Regions from separate parts of the Mus musculus genome. Here all the other regions are linked to region 1. The links are chromatin contacts, called in public ChIA-PET and promoter capture Hi-C maps. All regions are on one chromosome and are shown on one strand. The core of a region is the stretch at or near the end of the contact, and the rest is flanking DNA. Distances in the headings are between cores, read along the strand shown. Region 1 holds the start of Cnih1 (cornichon family AMPA receptor auxiliary protein 1). Region 2 holds the start of Socs4 (suppressor of cytokine signaling 4). Region 3 holds the start of Gch1 (GTP cyclohydrolase 1). Region 4 overlaps Gch1 (GTP cyclohydrolase 1). Region 5 overlaps Samd4 (sterile alpha motif domain containing 4).

Region 1 (2,672 bases), core at 107-2,606:
GCAGAAGATGCTCTTCCAATCTTAGTTAAAACTAATGAGCGTTGTGTGAAGTAGCAGTTATTTCTGACAAAGTGAACACCGGACCCCAGCATTCCCCATCCACAGGCAAATAGGCTCTAAATACAATCACACTCCTTAGCAAGAAGGACCCTTGGTATCTATCTACCTACTTCGGAGACTTCTGCAACCATTTAATCTGCTGCCATTTAATCACGCACAGGATGGTGATGAAACCTGACTTAGTATTTACACGAGGTTGAACTCGCCCCATCATTCAAATTATGCCATTATTCCAGAAAGTACTGGGAGGATAGAAACAAATGAGCTCAACTTTTGAGAATTGCTGATCTCCCAGAGAGCTCTTTCAGTGGTGCTAAGCGGTAGAGACACTCAAAAGTCTGTCTCAATAGAACTGTCACCAGGGACAGAGCACAGTAAGAATGCACGTCCACCCTGCAAGGACATATGAGGAGCCAAAAGTTTCTGAGGATTTTCAAAATCAAATTAAAACTCCCTCTACTAAATCATGCAGCCCATACCACAGAGGTGGCTTGGGAGGCTGTCTCCTGAAAAAGCTCTCGCGATCCAAAGTATGACTTCAGGGGAAAACTCGGAGATGTGGCCAACGAAGTAATCAATCCAAGCTGCCTCAAAGTTCACCAGGAACTCGTCTCTCAACCACCGTGTTCTACTAGAAAATCGCCCATCGAGTGCTGCAAAGCAGAGTTGGAAATGGAGCTAAAGTAACTTATAATATCCGATTTTGGCCGTGCTCCGAGGAAGCCTTAAAAGGAAATCGGTAATTCAAGGATAAAAATTAGGAAAACTTCACGCCGAGAGTCACCGCTCGGTGCGCACTGGGCATCCATCGAGACGGGGGACGCGGACAAGCCGTGCGCGCGGGCCCGGCGTAGACACGGAGCCGCCCGCCTGCCCGCCCCGCCCAGCCCTGCTCGCGAATAGCGGAGCGCGGCCTGGGCCCGCACGCGGCGGCGTGGACACCGGGACCCCGCACGCCATGCCCTCCGGACCCCGGCCCGGGAGCGCGCAGCGTCCACGGCCCTAGCAGCCAGGCCACGTCCTGGCGCGCGCCGGCAGCTGGGGCCCCACGCAGCCCCGGGCCGGGAGCTGCAAGAGGCTGCGCCGTCGCTCGCCCTCTTTCCCCCTGCCCCGGCTACTCACGTGCCAGATGGCGAAGAAGATGAGCGCGGCGGTGAGCAGCAGCGCCAGCATATAGCAGAAGGCCGCGAAAGTGAACGCCATGGCCGGGGAGGAGCTGCCGGGCGCGCCGGGGCCAGCGGAGAAAGGCGGCGCACGGCCCTCTGGGTAAAACCATTCACTTCCCCCGGCCTCAGCCTCCACTGCCGCCGCGGCCTCCTCCCGGCGCGCTTGCGCAGAGGGCCGCCCGCGCGAGCACCCCCTGATGGTCGGAGTTTGCGTGGCTCTTCTGTTGTCTGCACAGTTGATTTTGTCCTTCATTCTGTAGTTTACTCTTTGGATAGCCATTAAATGAATGTCTAGCTTGTTCCAGAGACTAGTCTTGTGTTTGAAATGCAAAAGTAGATTTTAAAAGTGCCTGTATTGAAAGGATTTAATCTACTTCCAGGAACGAGCGACTAAACAATGTTGTTATAACGCTGTAAACTGGTACTTGTGCATGCTATGAAAGGTCACCCGGCCCTCCTGGAAGCTAATCTGAGGCTTCTATGATAAGTGCAGGAAAAGAGAAGGGAGTGCTGGCGATACAGGAAATCGGCTCAAATGAGCAAAGGGCAGAGGTGGAAAGGGAAAAAGGAAAGGAAAACGTTGTGTCTTGGGTGCAACCAGCAATGGATCTGTTAGTGGAACTTGGGTGACAGAGGTCTAAGACCTCAAACCACAGAGTAGCAAAATACGCTCAGTTCAGGAGCTCAGGCTTACACCCAGACCCCCGGCTTTTCAAACTTTATTGCTTATCACAAGATTTCAAAGATTTTGTTTTTCTCAGTGTAACCCTGTAACATAAAGACCACAGATTAGAAAGGTAGTGGTGGTGAAAAAAAAAATCAAAAACAAAGTAAAATTTCTACAAAACAGTTTTATTTTTAATGCTGGCTGCAATCTGAGAAACCAGTTCATCATCTACTAGATGCTGATGATGGAAGAAAAACTCTTCAAGGCTTTTAAGCAAGAAAGACACGATAAATTTGTGTTGAAATGTGCTCACTGGAGCAAACGGAATAGAATGTTTTAGAGGGCTATGTCCAGCCTGTCTGAGACTTTCTGCATTGGTAGACATTTGCTCTTGTGGAATACAGCCACTGGCTACTTGTGGATACAAGGTGGCTAAGATGGCTAAGGAATTGAACTTTAAATTCTGCATCACTCTAGTGGATTAACATTTATTTTAAAGTTACATTCATTGTGTGAGCACACATCCACTGTTTGGTGGTGAGTGGAAGAAACTCTGAGGCAGTGAGGGTCTGGGAGAATGTGTGCTATTTGGCTTGGGCACTAAATCCTCAGAGTCATGGGAAAATGGCAAATGCCACTACACCCCAGGCTCAAGGAAATAGCAAAACCTTTCTCTAGTCTGTGTGGATTTCCATCTCTACCATAGCCCCACCCTATTCACTGCCTGAAGACTGCTCCCTGCAGAGACTGCACCTACTAAGATTTATTAAATCTGCCTC
Region 2 (2,672 bases), core at 96-2,595, 490 kb after region 1:
AGACCAGCCTGTGCTTTAGGAGGCCCTCACTAGGACACCAGCTTCTAGGCAAGAATGGTCCACTTGAGTGGGCATGCGTGACATGGCTGCTATAGGGGTAACCAAGTGCTTTTTGGATTTAAGGTCTATTCCACAAAGGGGAACCCATTCTTGGTAGGTAAACCCTTTCAAAAGCCCATAGCAAGGGGAGGTCTCAGGCCCTAGGGGGTACACTACTGCATAGCTAAATTGCATAACCTCAAACTGCTGTCTAAATATTTATGTACATTTCAAATGCTACCCTCAGCCTTTATTAGGGAAGCCTCAGCCGGCCTGGAGCACGCCTTTAATCCCAGCACTTGGGAGGCAGAGGCAGGCGAATTTCTGAGTTCGAGGCCAGCCTGGTCTACAGAGTGAGTTCCAGGACAGCCAGAGCTATACAGAGAAACTCTGTCTCGAAAAACCAAAAAAAAAAAAAAGAAAGAAAGAAAGAATTAGAGAAGCCTCTATTTCCAGTAAATGGTGGTGATTGTAGAGCCTCATGACCGCACAAGGTGCTGACAAGAAGCGACTTCTCAGTATTGAGCCCTAAACTAGACATTTACATTATGTCCTCTAGTACACAGGGGACACTGTGAAAGAGGAAGCTGCAAAATTCCATCTCCTGGGCACGACAGTCATTGCAATTTACAGCAACTGCTGATGCTTAACTGTCTCATAAAATAAACATGACACCGAATGAGGACGTGAGTGGCGGGAAGGCACTCCTCTGGGTAAAGGATTTTAATTTTCGTGAGGTCCTAGAAGTGCCACGACAGTTCAAAGCAAACAAGCCTCAGGGCAGAGGCGCTCCTTGTTTATTCCTTCCTCTGTCCCTCCGCATCGGTCATCTTCGACCGGCTGTCCATACCGAGAATGACGGCTAACATTCACGCTGGACCCGTCCTTTGTTTCCAAAGACGCTTACCTTCCAGAATCATCAAAGCAGACTTCGGTGTGCCCTTCCGTATGTCCGTACCTCATGGGCTTCTGTGTGGCCGGCATCTTTCCCTACCTGAGCCGTTTTGTAAGAACTGGTATTTTTTTCAGTAGGGCGATCGTCCTCTCCGCGCCGTGCAGTCCTGTTTCCCTCACCCGAGGAGCCACAGCACGATGCAGCGGAAGGTATGTCACACACGCCCGGGAGATGACAAGCTTTCCCCTCTGCAAGCACGGGCAGCGGGGGCGAGGAGCAAGCGGTGTGCACCAGCGTCTGCTCTGATGGAAGCACGGAGCCGCTTCCCGCGCTCTGGCGCGCTCGCCCTGTGCGCATGCGCGGCCCGCCGCCGCCCAGCCCAGGTCCGGCCCGAGGTCGCCGGGTGGTGGCGTCAGAAGCGCGCCGCCTCGAAGCCGAGAGCTGGTGGCTGGGGCCGCTCTGAAAGAAAAGGTGGGAGCCGAACCCGGAAGTGGCGGCGGTCCCTGGAGAGCAGGCGGAGGCAGCGGCAAGTCTGACTCTGGGCTGACCGTGGAGCCGGGGCGGGGGCTGACAGCCAGGCCTCCGCCTGGCGGGAGCCGCACGAGGAGCGGGAGTGGCCGGGCCTCTCTTCCGCGCTTGAGCGAGCGCCGGGTGATGGCGGTGGTGATGGCGGCAGGCGCTCGGACAGCTCCGCTTGAGCTGAGCTCGGAGAGGTGAGAGGGGGAAGGGTGGCGGCGAGGGCTGGGGTTTGACGCCTGCCCTTTCAGGATCTCCTCCCGAGCCACCGTAGTCGCCTCCTTGAACCGATCGAGCTCCTCGGGACCGGGTTAGGGACAGACCTTGGCAAGCCTTTATTCTTCACGCCCTTCGTGCCCTCAACTTTGTCATTTCTGTGGTAATAAAGGATGGACTGATTCTTGTTTCTTGCGACTCTAGCTAAATAATGCTAAAGAGAGTTAACTTGGGTTTTCTATTTAGTTCCGACCAAAGTTTACCAAACTGCTTTTAGATCTAAAAGGAGAGGTCTAATTTGTATTGTTACAGGTTTCTGTTCATCGTGGCAGTCGATAACACATCCTCTACTAAGTCAGGTCTTGGCCCGTTAAGTTTATGCTTTTCTTGTTTCTTCACGTTCTCCATATTAATAAATTGGTCTGTTGAAAATTATGATTTTCGGTGATAATTGGGGCTTTGACGGCGTTTTTGTGGTACCCACTGTACAGTTTCAGTCAGACTTATTTTTATTACCGGAAAACTCTACAGAGGTAGATCTAGATAACTTATTAAAAAAATTGCAAGCTTAGTTATTACTCAAACCGTGGTATTCTTGCTATGGTGGCATTTTGTAAGGCATTTCTAAGAACCTGGGTTCCAAAAAGACACTCAGATTTGTATATGAATAAAAAGGAAGAGTAGTTGGCTCAAGTAGAATCTGAGATTCTTTTTTAAAAAACAAAACAAAACCCTATTGTTAATTTCCCACAAGAATAAAGGCACCTGAGACAATGACTTTTGAGTAACTTACTTTTATTTTGAAATTATTGTTTTTAGACAGGCCAATTTATAATTCTTTTGCCCAGTACCTGGACAATAAAAATGAGTAGGTACAGTGTGAGGTTCAAGTTGAGCTGATGATACTCATCTATATATTGAATATATTGTAATGGGATTTCAGAGTAATGCTTTTCAGAGCTCACCATTCAGAAACTTGCAAGTGGGAACAAGAGTTATTGATGTA
Region 3 (2,672 bases), core at 84-2,583, 400 kb after region 1:
ACTCAGCCAAAGGAACCAGAGCTTCTTTTTTATAAAGGCCAACACTGCTTAACCAAATAGGCAGCAAGGCCCTGCTTTCCACTTCCTCTTCACCCTGCCTCTGTACCCACAGCAACTGCCTCGTCACTGGCTGGGAAAGACTTGATGCCAGCAGGCTCAGACTGTGGATTTTAGGCGGCGGGGGTGGAGGTGGGTGGCTAGGAGGGCAAAAGCACGGAATCCCAGGTCCAGTGAACTTCAACCATCAGAGTATCAGCGCGGGGGTGGGGTGGAGTGTCCCTTTATTCTTTGAGGGAGCAAACATTAAAGACTTTCAGCAATAATGCTAGCTCAAGAAAAGTCCACACCTCAAACTGCTAGGAAGTCCGAATCCAGAATTGTGCCAAATTTTGGTGTAAAGTCCTAAGCTAGAGTAGTTGGATGCAAATTCCAGTTCTCTGAAGTTCCCTACCCCATTACAAGTACCTAACTTTACTTGGCTCACGGGGTGTAACGGAAACCTGGCTTCACCCAAAAGCAAGACGCGTCCCATCAACAAGTGTCCACGGGATCCTTGCGGGGGGGGGGGGGAACGGTGGATGCTGCACGTGCCTAATCGCGTTCTGAGCGCTGGGGTAAGAGGGTCTCACATCCCTTCCCGCCCCGGAGTTCAGTGTAGTGGCTATGCATTCACCCTCCCCAGAGCCCTGAGTGCCAGCCAGGAGGGACCCTCGCCTCCGCCAGGTGGAGGCTCTGGGGCCACAGCTGGGACCGGGACCTGACAACTTGGCTCCCTGCGCCAAAAGTGAAGCAACTCGGGAAAGTTCCCGGAGCTGCCCACGCTTCCTGAAGCCGCCTCCTGGCGCCCAGCACACCCCGGCGCACGCACGGACCTGAGATGGTCTCCTGGTATCCCTTGGTGAAGTACTGCATGGCGGTGGCCGCCCTCCAGGGCGTCTTGAGCAGCCCCTGCCGCTGGGGGTCCTCGCCCAGCGAGAGCAGAATGGACGAGTAAGCGGCCGCCAGTTTGGGGAGGTTCACCTGGTTTTCCTCCTCGCTGCGGTGCCGCCCTGCCTTCCAGGCGTCGGCCGGCTGTGCGCCCTTGGCCTCGGGCGGCCGGGACTTCTCGGCAGGCGGGCTGGCCCCGGGCCGCGGCAGCTCCCGCTCGGAGAACCCATTGGTGCACCTGACTCCCCGCGGCTTCTCCATGGACCCGGCGCGACCGCTCCCGAGACACCCTAGGGTGCTAACAAGCGCTGCGGCTCAGCTTAGCCGGCGGCCGTAACCTGTGGCCGTCACCCGGACTGGGGCTCAGCACCTAGGGACACTCTCGGAGTCTAGGGCAGTCGCCGGCTGGGGAGCCCCGCCGCGCCTCTCTTTTTATGGCAGGGCGACTCGGCCGGCGCCGCGAGATATTTTCATTGGCCGGAGCCTCTTGCGTCATGGATCTCTCCCCGCCCCTGAGCCCCGCCCTCCTGGGTGGCCCCTAAACCCCCGCAGTTACACAAGACAAGCTTCTGGTTAGACCCCCTCGACTTATAAAAGGAAGAACTGAGTCTACAAAAAGCCAAGAATCCGGGGAGCTGGAACCTCCGAGATAGAAACACCGATTCTCCCTCACTTTCCACCGGAAAAGGGGGCGTGTTCGCAAAAATGCTGTGGTCTAGTTGCCCTGAGAAAGATGAGCTAACTAACAGGTGACCTTGCTGGGGCAGGCAGGGTGGAGCAAATATTCTGGTGATAAGCAACCTTGTGCTCTTTTTTAAATATTTTTTTTCTTTTTAGCTTTTTTTTTTCCGAGATTACAATAATTTCCTGTCTGTTTTCCCTTTCTTCCTTCCAAACCTTCCCAAATACCTTCACCCCGCCCCCCCCCACACCTTGTTCTCTTTTACATTCAGTCTCTTTTTTTAACAGTTCTTATGTATGTATGTATGTGTGTTTCTAAATATATAAATACAACTTGCTCAGTCTGGTTAATGTCTCTTGTGTGTATACATTTTCGGGGCTAATCTGGTATTGGTGTTCTCTGTCCTAGGGAAGATTACCTCAGTCTAAGCATTCCTCGGTCACCTGTGGCTCTTTGTCTAGGGTGAGGGCTCACGAGTCGTTGTCCCACACACCCTCACCCCCATCCTTGTTTATACTTCTACTGGAGTCATTCTTTTTTTTGTTTTTTTTTTTTTTGTTTTTTTTTTTTGTTTTTTCGAGACAGGGTTTCTCTGTATAGCCCTGGCTGTCCTGGAGCTCACTTTGTAGACCAGGTTGGCCTCGAACTCAGAAATCCACCTGCCTCTGCCTCCCAAGTGCTGGGTGTCATTCTTTTGTTGTGCTTTGTTTTACTTTTTGAGACCAAGTCTCACAGTGCAGCTCTGTCTGGCCTGGAGTTCTCTATGTCGACCACCAGGAAGGCCTTTAATTCAAATGATCTGCCTGCCTCACACTTCCAAACGGTGGGATTAAAAGCATGAGCCCTGCCTCTCTCCTGCTTTAAAGACTGGAGAAGTTGTGACTTGAAAATTGTTCAGTCGTTTAAAATGTATACAACACACACACCTGCCACTCTAGAAAACCCTCTGGCCTCTCTCAAGGCATGAGTTATGGTGCATGGCACTCACCGGAGTCCCCTATGCCTAGGGAGATAATAATATTTGTGAGCTGCCAGATCGCTGCTCTGCTGTTTTAACCTGCTC
Region 4 (2,672 bases), core at 100-2,599, 380 kb after region 1:
CGTCCATTTGGTTCTTAATCCATAACACACACACACACTTCATATGCATGGACAAATGTACATACACACAGCTCGAACACAGCACACCTACCTACACAGGATTCACTAACTCCATAAAAACAAATTAAAACACATAAGGACATTTAGGCCACCGTCGTGTGGGGCCTAGCAGAGATCTATAAATAAACCTGCACACTGACTTCCAGCTAAACACAAATTGCCATACATGCACAACACATCACCTCTTCTTCCTAAAATCCCAAGTAAAGGCGGTAGGAAATTCTTTTTCTCTTAAATTGTGTTATTTTTTTTAGTCGGGGTCTCTCTTCATAACCCTGGCTATGCTGCAGCTCACTATGCAGATCAGGCTGGCCTTGAACTCAGATCTGCCTGCCTCTTTTTCCTGATTAAAGGTTTGCCACTATGCTCAGCTTGAAAATAAAAAAAAATTTTTTTTAATTCATGAACATGCAGGAAAAAGAGCAGAGGAGGAGAACAGGCCAAGTAAAGGGAGGTGCAGCCTTGTAGCCACAGAGCCAATGACCTAGACATGGATGGACTTGCCTGCCGGACTGAGAAACAGAGGAAAGCAGGAAGCCAGAGCCTCACATGCAGGCTGATCAAAAGTTTAAAACCTCGTATCTCACATGCTAACAGGGTCCCAAGTGGCTTGGCTCCTCTTACTGTGTGACCTCCAAGAGTCCTGGTAAAGACACCAGAACACCCTAACAGCTTGGAAACAGAAAACAATAATAGAAAGGCCTGCAAACCAGTGTAAGTGCTATAAAAACTCCAGAAGAAAGCTACAGAGTGGAGATGTAGACAGATTCAGAAGACACGCAAAAAGGTGCTCCATCTAGGTCATTCATCCTTAAGTATGACCACTGTGAAAATGAGGAACATGGAGAAGACATATAAATACAAGGAGGGTAGGAACCCTCAGTTATCTCAGTGCTTTCTAAACTCGAAATGACTGACACCAGACAGAAGCACCGTGTACCTAAGGATCATGGGAGAGCCTTCAGTGGTTGTGGCTGCTTCCTATGAATCATACTAGAGAGGAACCCTGTGTGTAAGCAACAGGAAAACCCTTCACGGTTCTTTCAATCACATGAACCACAGGGTTCACAGGGGATAGAAATCCTATGATGTGTATGAGTGACTTTCCAATACATAATTGAGTGTGCGGTAGAGAGAAACCTTATTATACAGCAATGTGTGAAACCCTTCGCTTTCTTTCTGTCCCCTTGTAAACATGAATGTACTCACAGAGGAGAGAAAGCTTATCTATGTCAGTAATGTTGGGAAACACTGACCAATCCAGCCGTATTTGAAAACGGGAAGGATTCACACTGGAAAGAAGGCCCAGCCAAGGATAGATGCAGGCTAGCAGAGCACGTCCTTCCTAGCACCCATGAGAAAAGACAATAGAGAGACTCACTGACGTGAAGTATGCAGTCTCTAGTTGTTTCTGTTCAACTGCTGGGCAAGACCCTTGGCAGAATACCTGGAAGAGTGAGACAAGCCAATGCCTCTGCTTGTGTGCAGTTCACTGGGAATCAGTGTAGGCTTTGGAGACGTATGATAGCTTCAGAAGAGTAGGCCTTACTGTGAGTCTTGGGATCTGTTTTTTGCCTGCATGACTTACATGTACTTCCTGCTATGCTCTGGGTACTATTCTCCATATATGCAAATACTCTTTACTCTCTGTCTCCCCAGATAGAAAGATAGTGCAGCTAGACTCACGTGTGTGCTTCCTCTCGGATCTCTCACCGCTAACTAACCTCCTCTTAAGATCCAGGGCTGGACTGGGGGTGACGGATATTTTCCAGTTGGGGAAAACTCTACAGAGAAAGCTGTGAGCTCATACCTCAGTAATGGGTTTGGGGGAAGAGAGGAACAGGCAGTGAGGGAGAAGGAGGCAGAGACAATGTTAGGGCTGCCTATGCAAGAACAGATCTAACTTCTAAGTTAGATCCAGAAGGTAGACATTTTATAATGTCGAAGACATTTTATATTACATTTTTGGTGCATTGGTGTTTTGTCTGCATGCATCTGTGTGAGTGTCAGATCCTGGAGTTAGAGACAGTTGTGAGCTGCCATGTGGGTGCTAGGAATTGAACCCTGGTGCTCTCTGGAAGAGCAGTCAGTGCTTTTAACCAGTGAGCCATTGCTCCAGCCTGGAAGAAATCTTGAGAGTCTTGGCAAATAGGAGCAATTCTAGAGACCTCATACTTACCTGGCAAGTTTACTGAGACCAAGGACTTGCTTGTTAGGAAGATAGCCAATATGGACCTTCAGGGAAGAGAGAGAGATTACCAGCTAAATGAAGACACAGAAAGCACTTCATAACAACACAAACAGATACAGGAAGACCCTAGCATACACACAGGCTAAGTTTATCACAGTGACAATGGGATAAACCTATGAAGCAATTCCATACATACTTTCAAATTATATGAAGAAACTTCTTAAGAACAAACTTGTTACTGAAATGGCAAATTAAAAGTAAACCTGTTATGTTCCTTAGTAAAATTCTTAATTCAAATCTGAAAACCTGTCGAGAAAAACTATACTCAATAAGGAAAAAAAAAAAAATAGGCTTGTAACATCACGGACAGTATAGTCAGGGAGACTCCTTTAAATGGCAGGAACTGTACATACAAATGATG
Region 5 (2,672 bases), core at 95-2,594, 320 kb after region 1:
AAACAAAAGATGCAGGACACTCCTTGGGTGACCCAGTCTTGAAGATGCAAATTCACGTGCAGAAAGAGGCAGCATGTTTAATTTTTATATGTAGATAGATAGACTTTTTTTTTTTAACCAAGTGCCATTAACATTCATCCCTCGTGTCCCTTTCCAAGCTCAGTGTTGGGGAAGGAGCTGGGATGGAGGATCCCATGTCAGGCAGAACAGGTTAAAATGTCGAAGGCCAAAGGGAAGGCCAGAGGGTCTGAGGAAGTGTTTGGAGGATGCTGGAAAGGTTAACAGAGAGGAACAATAGGACTCCTCATCCTGTAGGAAAGAGAAGGTGTTTAAGTCCGCTACACGCAACGCACGTACCCATAAGGTCATGGGATATTCAGAAACCAGTTTGTGAACACAATCACACGAGTGCGAATCTTTTAAGAGGAAGAAGACCATAGAGTATATTTGCAAATCTGAATTTCTATTTATTCCTTCATTGAATATAGAAGCAATGGTTATCTGATTATTAGAGATATTATTTTGGATATGTCACTTATTAACTCGCTATGGCTGGTACCCATGATAAAGTCTGTTATTAGTAACAACAGAATTCTTTTTTTAAAAAAAAAAAGAAAAAAAGAAAAGCTTATTTTTCATTGACTGTATAGATTTATCTACTTAGTTGTGGTTTGCTATGTTAGTGTTTTTATTTTTATTTTTTAAGTTGTGTTCTGATGATTTTTAAGAACCTCCCCCCCCCCACCTTGATTTGAGTCCTGTGTTGACTACAGGTATACAGCTCAATTTAAAAATCCTAAAGCAAAGAAATTTTATTTATAAAAAAAAATTTTAAAAAGAGTCGAGCAGTTGCATGCCTGAGGCTGTGAAGTCAGGCCTTGAGCAGTGAGCTGCAGTGCCTTTTTTTGTATTTACCCATTGACCACCCCGCCCCAACACAGCTGTTTTATATTAAATAGTAAAGGTTTGAAACTTTCCGAGTAAAGTCTATTTCACTGCATAGGTTCTCCCCATCTCCACCCCACCCCACCCCCGCCCCCACCCGCACCCCAGGCGCCCTGATTTAAGCAGCATGTCTGCACTGTCTGAGACACAATGCTGGTCTACAATATCATGGGGTGATGTTTTATTGGTGCTTTTTTGTTCATAGTGTTTTCTTACCAGAAAACAGTAGGAAGAAACACAAACTATACAAGACACAACACGACGCTGCTGATGGTTTGTTTTGTGTGTTCCCCACCCCCACCTGCTTTTTGAGTTTCACTTTCTTATTACACAAATCCAGCAAGCAAAGTAGTGGCCGGTGGGTCCCGCCTGCCTGCCTGCCTAGGGCTGCTATTTGCATCAAGCGCCCAGCCTGGGTTGAGCTGAAGGTCTCTTTCTGGTACCCAGGCCGGGAGCCAGCCGCAGCTGGGCCCCACCTCCCATTCTCCCGATGCGACACTGAGGGAAACCAGAGTTTCTTTTGAGGTGTCGCTGGCTGCCTTTTACAGAGTGGGAGTCTTCTCTGGGCCTTCCTTTCCTCTGTGCCTAGTAGCTAGCTAGCGCTGGTGCAAGGTTTGTAGATCTGTGCACCCCAGAGCTGGGATGAGGGCTGAGCGAGGGAGGGGAGGAAAGTGGATTCTGTTGGGCGCCCTTCCTCTCTAGCCTGAGTGGGGAGAACCCAGGGTGCTCAGGTGTGCCTATCATAAACAGAACCTGCAGAAGGATAAGTTGTACACAGAGCTGTGATGATATCTGTGTTGGCTTTGTTTTTCAGTTTGTTTTTCTTTTCTTTTTTTACAACTCATCAGAGATGTTTGCAAAGCGACTTTTTTTTTAATCCTTTATCTTGACTTAAAGGTAAATATGTATCCCTCTGGGAGGAGCAAAAAGAAAGCAGGAGTGTTAGTGATGGCAAACAGGAGACTTCCTCCCTTATTAATATATAACCCTCATGTATTTATGCCTAACGCAAGCTGACTTTCAAAGAGCTTCCTTTCGTTGCATGCCCTGTGCAGGCATCTGTATTGTACATGCATGCCTTTTGTCCTGGTTTCCTGTATAAAGTTAGTGAACAAAGAAATATTTTTGCCTAGTTCATGTTGCCAAGCAATGCATATTTTTTAAATTTGTCATACATGGAAAGAGCATGTTTGTTACATGTGAAAGCTCTACTGATGCAGATACACTAATGTTTGAACATGCTGTTCTTTGCAAGTGTACAGTTTTCAAATGTTGTTATCAGTGACAACACCCTTGTGGTCTAAACTTGCTACAATGTATTTATTATTCATTTCCTCCCACAGAAATAAGAATCATGGCTATATTTCATATGGTTATATTGAGAGTGAAGGGAAATGATTAATACAAGGTTTTGTAACACTGGTGTGTATGCGTGTGTCTTTTCACTCTCTCTCCTCTTTTTGTAAATATGATTAACTATTTAAAAAAAAATGTCTCTTAGAAATCAGCCCTCACTGAAGAACCAACATGAACTCCACCCACGTGACCATACCACGTGACCACACCATGTGACCACACCATGTGATGCCCACCATTAGCTGCCTACTCCTTTCTGAGACAGGTTGGGGAGAGGATGAGCAGAATGAACATGGTTTGATCTGTGCCCAGAATATCCAGTGAATGTTTTGTCCAAGGTAAATGCAAACTACTACATGGTCCATAACTTC

What was found. Promoter capture Hi-C pulls out the DNA fragments that hold promoters and counts their contacts. ChIA-PET counts read pairs in DNA pulled down with a chosen protein or histone mark.
Region 2: a contact with region 1 is called in a promoter capture Hi-C map of neural stem cells. The contact joins the promoter of Socs4 here to the promoter of Cnih1 in region 1. A contact is called at or near these places in 15 of 39 promoter capture datasets (the 3T3-L1 cell line, the C10 cell line, the HPC-7 cell line and 10 more), 3 of 484 Hi-C or Micro-C datasets (cortical neurons, embryonic stem cells and large pre-B cells), 4 of 115 datasets of contacts at active chromatin or transcription factors (effector CD8 T cells, extraembryonic endoderm stem cells, memory CD8 T cells and 1 more) and 2 of 9 other capture datasets (liver and pancreatic islet).
Region 3: a contact with region 1 is called in a promoter capture Hi-C map of the HPC-7 cell line. The contact joins the promoter of Gch1 here to the promoter of Cnih1 in region 1. A contact is called at or near these places in 12 of 39 promoter capture datasets (the 3T3-L1 cell line, the C10 cell line, the HPC-7 cell line and 7 more), 1 of 484 Hi-C or Micro-C datasets (embryonic stem cells), 5 of 115 datasets of contacts at active chromatin or transcription factors (astrocytes, effector CD8 T cells, large pre-B cells and 2 more) and 2 of 9 other capture datasets (adipose tissue and liver).
Region 4: a contact with region 1 is called in an RNA polymerase II ChIA-PET map of memory CD8 T cells, with 5 read pairs. The contact joins the enhancer-like site here to the promoter of Cnih1 in region 1. A contact is called at or near these places in 4 of 39 promoter capture datasets (the C10 cell line, the HPC-7 cell line and hippocampal neurons), 1 of 115 datasets of contacts at active chromatin or transcription factors (memory CD8 T cells) and 2 of 9 other capture datasets (embryonic stem cells and macrophages).
Region 5: a contact with region 1 is called in an RNA polymerase II ChIA-PET map of memory CD8 T cells, with 15 read pairs. The contact joins the enhancer-like site here to the promoter of Cnih1 in region 1. A contact is called at or near these places in 4 of 39 promoter capture datasets (the 3T3-L1 cell line, the C10 cell line, the HPC-7 cell line and 1 more), 2 of 115 datasets of contacts at active chromatin or transcription factors (memory CD8 T cells and pancreatic cancer cells) and 2 of 9 other capture datasets (embryonic stem cells and liver).

What each region holds. Positions count from the first base shown.
Region 1 is chr14:46,787,001-46,789,672 of GRCm38.p6, forward strand. Cnih1 (cornichon family AMPA receptor auxiliary protein 1) reads right to left here and starts at 1,357. Exons shown (of 5, transcript NM_009919.2): 1 at 1,183-1,357. The coding sequence starts at 1,263.
Region 2 is chr14:47,275,575-47,278,246 of GRCm38.p6, forward strand. Socs4 (suppressor of cytokine signaling 4) reads left to right here and starts at 1,346. Exons shown (of 2, transcript NM_080843.3): 1 at 1,346-1,647. It overlaps Wdhd1 (WD repeat and HMG-box DNA binding protein 1), which reads right to left and starts at 1,283. Exons shown (of 25, transcript NM_001360532.1): 1 at 947-1,283. The coding sequence starts at 1,023.
Region 3 is chr14:47,188,080-47,190,751 of GRCm38.p6, forward strand. It overlaps Gch1 (GTP cyclohydrolase 1), which reads right to left and starts at 1,334. Exons shown (of 6, transcript NM_008102.4): 1 at 873-1,334. The coding sequence starts at 1,188.
Region 4 is chr14:47,164,237-47,166,908 of GRCm38.p6, forward strand. It overlaps Gch1 (GTP cyclohydrolase 1), which reads right to left. Exons shown (of 6, transcript NM_008102.4): 3 at 2,240-2,295. Among named protein-coding and RNA genes, the nearest start is that of Gch1, 24 kb to the right of the region's middle. Within about 2 kb of position 1,350, at least 48 of the 459 cell types and tissues checked have an H3K27ac peak or open chromatin away from gene starts, as enhancers often do. A contact at or near this core is called in the HPC-7 cell line and memory CD8 T cells, where this site is marked.
Region 5 is chr14:47,103,452-47,106,123 of GRCm38.p6, forward strand. It overlaps Samd4 (sterile alpha motif domain containing 4), which reads left to right. Exons shown (of 13, transcript NM_001037221.2): 13 at 1-2,366. All of the region lies in intron 3 of Gm10371 (predicted gene 10371), which reads right to left. Among named protein-coding and RNA genes, the nearest start is that of Gm10371, 11 kb to the right of the region's middle. Within about 2 kb of position 1,345, at least 80 of the 459 cell types and tissues checked have an H3K27ac peak or open chromatin away from gene starts, as enhancers often do. A contact at or near this core is called in liver and memory CD8 T cells, where this site is marked.